Linked DNA regions of Rattus norvegicus: region 1 is linked to region 2. The links are chromatin contacts, called in public Hi-C maps. All regions are on one chromosome and are shown on one strand. Each heading gives the region's core, a stretch centred on a gene start, on an enhancer-like site or on the middle of the called end of the contact. The rest is flanking DNA. Distances are from core to core; before and after follow the strand shown.

Region 1 (4,525 bases), core at 674-3,173, 44 kb after region 2:
ACCCTTACTCCCAACTCAGCCTCTCCGGAAGCACTGAAGTGTAAAAAGCAGTGTGCTTCCACTGGGCTGCTGGGATTTCAGCAGCAGGAAAAAATGAAAGAGCAGGCGATCGATACAAGAGGTGAGAGGCTGGAAAGAGAAGGCAGAGACCTGGGCTGTGCGAACACCTTTAAAGATGCTGGTTAAAAGAACAGCCCAAGCTTGGAAAAGCTGCCTTTGCTAAGTCCCTCCTGGACAGCCCATTCCCAGGAGGTCTAAATAAGAGGCCCCAGGAAGTCTCTCCACAGAACTCCAAGTCAGACTTGAGCAAAAGCAGAGGTACTGCTTACTCCCCTGCAAGGAGCAGGATTGAGGGATGTACAGCCCAGTTAGGAGAGGCCTGGGACACATCATAGCTGAAACATTACTTTGTGAATCTTTGAGAGGGTTCGGTTTTACCACACGTTCAAGATAAACGCCCCCCCCCCAAAAAAAACCCCACTTTTCTTACTAGGGATGTAGTTAGCTGGTAGGGAGCTTGCCTAGCCTGCACAAGACCCTGTGTTCAGTCCACAGAACCTCATAGACCGATAGTAGTAGTTTATCTGTAATCCGAAGGTGGCCGCAGGACGATCAAAAAAATTCAAGGTCATCCTTTGCTACACTAGGATTTTGAGGCCAACCTAGCCTATAAGAGAATCTGTCCAGAAACACATTTTTGCCTCTGTAAATGCTTTCCTTTTTCATTTCAAAGGGTGGGGGTAATCTGTTTCCGATTTTTACTGGAGTCGATAAATATGAGCCTCTCAGCCGGTGCCCCAGGAATCTTTCAACAATTTCCCCGCCTGGAGAGGAGGAGGGGCCTTTCGCCGCCCTCAATTTCGGGATAGCAAGCCCAGACCCACAAAGGGTGCCGCTGAGCCTGGAGGTCAGCTGCGCGGTAGCCGCTGCTCCCTCCACCCCGGCCTCCAGCTTCCTATCTCACAGTCTTAGGCACCAGGCACTGAGGACCAAGAGGCCTGCGCTGCCTCGGGATTTCCTCCTCTTCCTCTCCGGGCCCCGGCCCCCGCTAGTGCTCACCGGCTGATCCCCCGGGCCGCGTACCCAGGCGGTAGGGAAGGGACTTGGTTGAGCACCGCGTTCGGCGGGCCCGGGAGGACGACTGTGTTCGCGGCTCCCAGGCCCGCCGCGGGACATCAGCACCATTTCCGCCGGCTCCGCGCGTTGTCGCGCGACGGTCCGGTCCCCAAACGTGCCCGGGCTGTCCACTGCCTGAGCCCGAGAGTTCCGCGCGCACGGCTCCTGTCATCAAAGCTACCCTCGCTGTAAATGTCCTGAAAGATCGGGTGGATCCAGCCTTTGAGGATCCAGGTAGCCGCTTTGTTCTTACCGCCACACCCTGCCTGGCCTCCTAAACCCCCGCCCTGCCCACTATCTCTCTACATTGCGGGTAGAGTGCGACCTCCGTGGGTCGCATAGTCTGAGAGCAATTCCCCTAACAACGCAGTAATTTGAGCATCTACTTACAAACAAAATTTCTTTTATTGTCTGTTAATCCCCCACAACATAATGATCAGGACATATTGAGCTAACCTGGAGGAGTGACTTGTGTGGTGACCTCAACTTCCAGACAACAGGCTGGGTGCCACCCCACACCCTGAAGGGGACAAAAGCAAGCACCTTTTTCTTGCTCTTTCCCACCTGAAGATCATGGGTGAGACACAGATTCTCACTGAGTAAGCTCCTCACACATACACATGTGCACACACGCCCTTCCCCACTTCCAGATCTCATCTGTAACATGGGAGGAAAGGCTCTTGTCTTGAATGGAAGGGTATGAAAGAACCTGTGCTACCCAGAACCATCCCAGGACCCCACCCAAAAGCTCAGGACACATATAAGGCTTACCCCTTTGATTTGCCTACTCCTTACTTCTCTTTTGGTCCCAGAGCGCTGTTGGAGGCTCAAGAATGGGATATTTCTGAGGGTGGGGGCGGGGGGACACTAAGGAACCACACCCTTCCCCTAAACTGCCCAGCCCAGCCTAGCCACACCCTGCCTGCCTGCCTGCCTGCCTCTGATTAGGATGTAGGGGTTGGGGCACTCGGCAGGAGATCTTGCCTAGGTATCTGCTGGCAGACAGCCTCAGTCCCCAGGATCTATAGCTTCAAGTGTGGCCTCAGAGCTCAGGCCTCCTGAGACCCAAGCTAGCAGAACGAGGGACTGGATGGCCCATGGGGTTTCAGGCCATGAAAAACTATGAGCATACTGAACAGGGAAGTGAAGGTGACCCCATTTAGAACCTGATCAAGAGATGGTGATTCATGGTTTCGGTGTAGACAGGAGCACTTGCCAAGAGGAAATCACAAGGCTAGCTAAGAGCAGGTGTCAGGAAGAAGGCTCAGCAGCCCTCAAGGAGCCTACTAATCTTCCACGATAGTACAAGGGACTCAGGCCCGGCCAGTCATAGCAACGGACTATTTTCCCCAGAGCCCACCCTCAGGCCATCTCCCCCCAGATACTGGTATACCTTGATGCAGTTGTCCCCTGCATCTGCCACCACTAGTGGGCCCTGGGGTGCACAGGCCAAACCCAAGGGCCTCTTTAGTCCCTCCAACGGCAAGCAGATGGGTGGCCCAACCCGGGGAAACAGAGTCACTTGTTGCCTCTGCTCATCAGCCACAATAATGCTACCCTCTGCATCACAGCACACACCTGCTGGATGACCAAAGCTGTGCCCAGTCAGGGTTCCTAGGGAGCCCAGAGGCTGGTGGGCACTGCCAAACAATTGTACATCCCCAAACTCTTCACTCACAGCAAAGCCTCCATCAGGCCCTGGACCTACCCAACAAGGGCTCTCCAGACCTAGCATGGAGGTTGGAGCAAGAGGCTCACAGGTTGGTCCTAACATGAAGCTGTGCACAGTTCCAGGCAAGTAGTCTGTCACCAGGAAGTGGCCAAGAGCATCCACAGCCAGCCCTCGGGGGGACAAGAACTTGCCTACAGTCACCCAGCGGCCCTGGGGTTCCCGGGAAGTGTACCGAAGAGCATACACAGCCCTGTGGATGAGGTCACTGACCACCACAAGCCCTGCAGCTGTCACAGCCACATCCTCTGGAACAAAGGCTCCAGTTCTAGGAATGCAGCAGGGTAGTTGACAAATGGAGCGTCCCTCAAGATCCAGCACATGGACACAAGATGCAGCACCAGCCGTCAAGAAGAGCAGGCCATCTGGGGAACAGTGCAGGCCTCGGGGGCTCCCTGCAGCCCCTGCTGGCACCAGGATTCGTCCCAGCAGCCGAGGCTGCCAAGAGCCACTGGCATCTCTAAGTTGGTCCAGCCTGAGATGAGGCCCTTGCGGGTAGGTGGCTGGGGATAGGGGTGGCCCAGGAGGTCAAGGAGTCAGGACAGACGGGAGGCCAGGGCAGCAAGCAGTCACAGTCTCGGCTTCTCTGCAGCTGCAAAAGAGTTGGAACATCCATGTGTGCAGATGGTGGCCCATGGGTGCTGGCACCCTCCCATTGTAGATGAAGAGCTAAGGTGAGGTAGGAGGTGGAGGGGAAGGCTGAGCTGCATGTGTGTTCAATTCCTCCCGGTTCTGAGTGCTCACCTGGTCCCCAAGCACAGCAACCACACAGGTGTCTAGGTGTCTGCTGCAGTAGTCTGAGAGATACTATGCACCCAAAAGGGTCAAAGGTTTAGCTCTAAGGCTCAAATCGCATGCACGGCTGTGTCCTGGCTTGAGAAGGAGGAGGGGAGGAGGCAGATAAGCAGCCCTGGGATGACTCCTTCATAGGAGTTGCCTAAGTTCGCATTAGTCCCTCACCACTATCACCTCCATCTTCACCTCGACCATCACCATACACAGCCCCTCTGCTTTAGCCAGGGAGACATTCAAACTCCAACCTCCCAGGGCTCCCCACTTGCCCCTCACCCCTTGCACAGAGATTATGATACCTCTTACCTGGGGCTAACTGGCCTCGGGGCTTGAGGTCAGGCCTCTGTTGTTAGAGACAGCATAGGTGTGTGTGTTGGGGGAGGGTGTAGCTAGGGGAGGAGTGACCAGGCAAGTTTCCTGCAGGGACAAGTTGATTTGTTTGGACTGAGTCCCCAGCCTCCAGGCCTGCACCCTCTGGTTTGGGTCTTCACATTGGCCTCACCCTAATCCTGAACACTTTCTACTGCCCCTGCACAGCTCCACTGGGCAAGCCTGACTGTTCAAGAGGCACCCCCAGCCCTCTACAACTATAGGTCACCCCTCCAGGCAGGACTTTTGTGTCAGGACCACACCTTGGTCACCCTCTTGGCAGCTCCACCAAGAAGTCAAGCTCTTCCTGTGAGGCTGGTGATGCCGCTCCCTCCCAGGGTCAGACAGCAGAGTGGTAGGCACATGGGGGTGCTGAGAGGAAGGTGCCCCAGATTTAAGACCTGAGGTTCCTTGGACCCCTGGCTCTGACCTCGGCAGTCCCCCCCAGAAGCGTCCAGGTCAATGGCGCCCAGCTAGCTTGTGTCACCCCTGGCCTGTAGCCCCACAGTTCCCTGGGCT
Region 2 (4,991 bases), core at 235-2,734:
CCTGTGCTTGCTGAGCACTGCATGCTGGATTAGATGGCTAGACTCAAAACAGACGGCAAGGTGGAGACGCACCGGGACCTTTCTGCTTTGCTAGGCATAGCGGGTGGTGCGTGGGGAGGGGGTGCTATAAAATAATGACTGCACAGTGCACAAATAGCAGGTGCTACTGAGCTGTGTATCTGATAAATATTGTTAAGACATGCTTTATGCTTTCTGAGACAGTTTTACTTTTTCTCCTCCTCCTCCTTCCTCTCCCCCCTCCCCCTTCCCCTCCCCCCACTCCTCCTCCCCCGCATCCATTTTTTTTTTTGTTTTTGTTTTCCCAGACAGTTCTGGAACTAGCTCTATATACCAGGTGTCCTTAAACTCACAGAGATCCACCTGCTTCTGCCTCCCAATCACTGAGATTAAAGGTGTGCACCACTAATGCCCAGTTGAGGCAAGGTTTTCTATGAAGTCTGGCTGGCCTGGACTTTGTTACGTAGTTGGCTTGAAATTTGTAGCAATCCTCCTGCCTCTGACTACTCTGTTTCTATGACATAAAGTAAGGGTACTGCACACACACCCACAAGACTGAGAGCTGCTTTACCCTTTCCCTACTTTTCCCTAAGCTCCCCAGGAAGAAGCTCAATGCTGGCAACTGCAGCTTCCAAGAGAAGCTTGTGAGGACACTATTGCAGTGATTTTATTTTTATTTGATAAATGTCACTCACTCACTCACTCACTCATTCATTCATTCATTCATTTTGAGGCAGAGCCTCACTATGTAGCTCTGGCTGGCCTAGAACTCATTATGTAGACCAGGCTGTCCTTGAACTAAAGAGATCTTTCATAAAGATAGCCTGCCTCTACTTCCCATGCTGGGATTAAAGTGCACACCACCACACTTTATACTAATTTTTGATTGGCTTCTTTGAGAAAGATCAGCAGGACCTGCAGCATAGCCTTCCTTGACTGTGATCTGGACTCCCCAGTCCTATCCCTGAGGAAAGCAACTGCCTGGCTACCAAGCTACCCCTAGATGGTGCTGTGGCCCCAGGCCTGCAGCAGCTGCAACAGAACAATGGATGCCTGGGAAGAACATTCAAAGAGACCTTGGTAGTCACTAACAGACCTGTCAACAACATAAAGAACTATGTCGATGAACCTGTCAACTGTTCTCAGTTGGGTTCTGAGCTGGTCCTTGCCACTGACCTGGCTGTGTGACACTCACAGGCCTCCCCAGCCAACAACATACCTGCCTTTTAGAATGAAATACATTTGCATCACCTTAGTAGACCTATAGGAGCGCCCTGAAAGCTGCTAATACAGAGATGGTTTGCAGCTCTGGGAACCAGGTCAAGCATCTTAAGAGTGGAGCTGACCCTGGAAGTGGAGGGAGCAGGGCCTGCTCTGTAGCCACTGGCCTGCTTCATATACACCTAGGTGTTCCTTGTTCAGCCAGGAAATATGAGACACAGTCATCAATCAGCTGGCCAGTGAATCAGCCTATCCCCATCAGGTTTTAAATATAAGACACAGTCATCAGCTGGCCAGTGAATCAGCCTATCCCCATCAGGTTTTGAACATGAGACACAGTCACCAGCTTTTTAAATAATGGGAACTCAGTGTAGAGCACAGCAGTAAAACATGATTTGCATACACAAGGCTGGTTCCACTCCTAGTACCCTTCCCCACAGGTAGGATTTATTCAAAATAAACCAATGACCTGGGCAGGGCAGCACACACCTTTAACCCCAGCAGTCAGAAACAGAGGCAAACAGATCTCTGAGTTCATGACCAGCCTTGTGTACATAATTCCAAAACAACCAGGACTTAACATAGATCCTGTCTCAAAAAAGCAAAACGAAACAGAAATCAGCTGTCAAGAACCAGTGTGATGGGGCTGGAGAGATGGCTCAGTGGTTAAGAGCACTGACTGATCTTCCAGAGGTCCTGAGTTCAATTCCCAGCAACCACATGGTGGCTCACAACCATCTGTAATGGGATCCAATGTCCTCTTTTGGTGTCATGAAGACAGCGACAGTGCACCCATTAAAAAATAATAATAATAAAAAAAATAAACCAACCAAACAACAAGAAAACCCCAACAACAAGAAAACCCCAACAGTGTGATGGCACATGCTTGTACACAATCACAGTGATTGTGAGCGAAAGGCAGCCTGGGCTACAGTATGATCCTCTCAAAAAGAAAAGGAACAACCAAGCTCTGTGGTGCTGCGTAACTATCAGTGAATGTGCATTACACAAACCCACAGAGCTAGACCTTCAGCTCTCCTGGCAGACCTGGGCTTGAGGAGATCACAAGGGTCACAGCAGTGGCTTTGCATCAGCATCTTATAAGCACACACACACACCTTTTTTTTTTAAGTTGAAAAAATGAAAACCGCTTTCCTCACCCTGCAAAGCATCTTTACCTAGACTTCTAGTCCTCCAGCCTGGTTAATCTACAACCCAAAGCCATTCAAGAAATTAAGAGTCCCCAAAGTTTCCTCCAGAAGCTTCTGGACCCTTCTCCCCAACAGGACTGGAGGACTCGGTGATTTTAATGTCTTAGCGCTCAGTTCAGTGAGGAGGACCTCACTAGGTCCTCTGTTCATCACACAGTCTGAAGGGGCTCTACATCAAGCAGCCACAGCAAGCAAAGGCCAGTAGAAGTGAATGCTTGGGGGTCTAATGACAGCCCACATTAATGTGCTAAGCCAAGATACCAGAGAAAGAGCCCTTGGCTTAGTAGGGTTCTAAAAGGAGCAATTATCCAAAGCTTGAGGGTAAGTAGGTCCTGAGAAGGAGGGAGCACAGAGGTGGAGGGATGCAGTAGAAGAGGCAGAGCAGTGACCTGGAAGAGGTCTAAACCAGACCCAAGGGAGACAGCAGGCATGTGGGCCCAGTCTGGCAGAGCTATAGGCAAGCTCAGGTCTGAACGTCACTCTCATGAGTGGGTGGTGTCGGCAGGATGCCATCTATGATAACTCTCTTTCAGCACCATTCATTTTCCCTTCTGTCTAAAAATATTTTTCTTTTTAATCAGCTAAGACAAGCCCCGTGAGGACCAGCTTTGCCCTCAAGCCCCAGACCATCTGCTGAGCCAGTCACTACCCGTGATCTGAAAGCTTCCCCTAATGGCTTGGCTCTGTCCTCATAGCCCTCTTGCTCATCTGAACCCAATTCTTAATTTTATGGGATATATACCGAACAGGGAAACTGAGGCAAGGAGGTCATAACACTTGCTCTGCTCATGAGAATAAAAACATTGGCGGGGGTCCTAGCTGGGTCTACCATTCATTGTTCAAGTTTATATGAGACCAGATCTCACAAAGCTACCCTTGACCCCTGCCCAGCGCCCTGCTGCTCCCCCCCTTTCCCTCTAACTGTTCTCAGGCTGTCTCCTCTGCTTAGCGATGGCTGTGACCCCTGTCCTCAGTGCTTTCATCTGCCAGCATTGCTCTACACGCTTAGACCCTGTCCTCCTGCCCTGCTGGTCAGAACGACTGCTAAGATAACTGTCAGCTTTCTCATCTTTCCCCATCAGGATTGCCTTTATATTCTATTTTCTGGGAGAGTTCCTTAATTTTATTTTCCAGCCTTTTCCACGATCTCCATTGATCTGTAATTTTTAGACGCTCTTTGGGGGTGTCTAGCTAGCCTGCCAATGGGGCAGGAAGCTGGTCTTTGTTCTCAGAAGTGTGGTGAGATGTCTGAGCTCTCTGGAGCTCCCAGGGTCTTCTATCTACTTACATCTTTTTTCACCATTGATGAGGTGGTTGTCCCTCTGATCCCCATGAAAGCCCCCAAGAAGCTGCAGAAGGCTCTGTGACTCTGGCTTGAGAACTAGGGCTTGTCGAGGAGCTGCTGTACTGTGGGTGCCTCTGAAACTTTTCTAATAAGGTTTTTTTTTTTTTTTTTTGGTTCTTTTCTTCGGAGCTGGGGACCGAACCCAGGGCCTTGCGCTTCCTAGGCAAGCACTCTACCACTGAGCTAAATCCCCAACCCCGCTCTGAAACTTTTCTTTCTTTCTTTTTTTTTTTTTGGTTCTTTTCTTCGGAGCTGGGGACCGAACCCAGGGCCTTGCGCTTCCTAGGCAAGCGCTCTACCACTGAGCTAAATCCCCAACCCTCTGAAACTTTTCTTGAGCTGACAGTGTGCAATGAAGACCAGACACTTGTTTCAGGATCCTGTCTGCCATTGCTGGCACCAGGGGGCGCCAAGTCCCCCCATTCAGAATGGACTTGCGCTAAGAGGACTGTTATTTATTAGCTCCTTGCTTCTCTCCACCCTCATGCACCCGGTGGTGTCTGGTGTCCATGGCTCTATTCTCTAAGAGAATAAGCCTCCTGTGTCCCCTGGTAGAGAGGGACTTTTGACATGCCAGCCTCTGGGCACCTGCTCTGAGTTCAACAGGATCCTTGTGATCCAACCCCTTCACCCAGCTATGGCTGCATATCCTGCTTCCTAAACCAGCAGCCTCTTGTCTTACAGATCTATGTTTAATTTTTTCATTTATTAATTTTGTGTATGAGGGGTGGGGCATGAGCATGTCACAGCATGCATATGGAGGTCAGAGGACCACATGGAGGAGTAAGTCCTCTCCTAGAGATCAAACTTAGGTTGTCAGGTTTAGTGGTACTCCACATGCTGAGCCATCGGCTGGCCCCAGATTTATGTGTTTTTTTTCAAGACACTTTACTATTACTTAGTGGGCAATTCTCAAGAAAGTGGCAACTCGTTTAACAGCAGAGTTCCTCAGTCATTGTTTTCAAGTACTGAAGGGGCTTAAGTACGCCACTGCTGCCTGGTCCTGATACGCAGGTGGTGAAGGAGGCCAGGAGGTGGGCTCAGTGGGGATAAGTGCCTGACAGCCTCTGTCGAGGTGGAAAGGGAGAAGGATTCCACAAAGATGCCCTCTGACCTCCACACACGTGCCTTGGCATGTACCCACACCCACGAATTAACGATAAATAAAGCTTTAAAATTTTAAATTAAAGGGGTTG

What was found. Hi-C and Micro-C count contacts between places; a contact is called where the count stands out from the background.
Region 1: a Hi-C map of hepatocytes shows a contact between it and region 2, with 2.1 times the contacts expected there. The contact joins the promoter of Pigq here to the enhancer-like site in region 2. A contact is called at or near these places in 2 of 12 Hi-C or Micro-C datasets (frontal cortex and hepatocytes).

What each region holds. Positions count from the first base shown.
Region 1 is chr10:15,461,165-15,465,689 of GRCr8, forward strand. It overlaps Pigq (phosphatidylinositol glycan anchor biosynthesis, class Q), which reads right to left and starts at 1,924. Exons shown (of 11, transcript NM_001007607.1): 1 at 1,888-1,924. It overlaps LOC134480763 (a long non-coding RNA gene), which reads left to right and starts at 1,225. Exons shown (of 2, transcript XR_010055541.1): 1 at 1,225-1,350; 2 at 2,905-4,525.
Region 2 is chr10:15,417,112-15,422,102 of GRCr8, forward strand. The region is part of intron 2 of Rab40c (Rab40c, member RAS oncogene family); the gene reads right to left. It also overlaps a transcript of Mettl26 not described here. Among named protein-coding and RNA genes, the nearest start is that of Wfikkn1, 16 kb to the left of the region's middle. Within about 2 kb of position 1,485, at least 30 of the 93 cell types and tissues checked have an H3K27ac peak or open chromatin away from gene starts, as enhancers often do.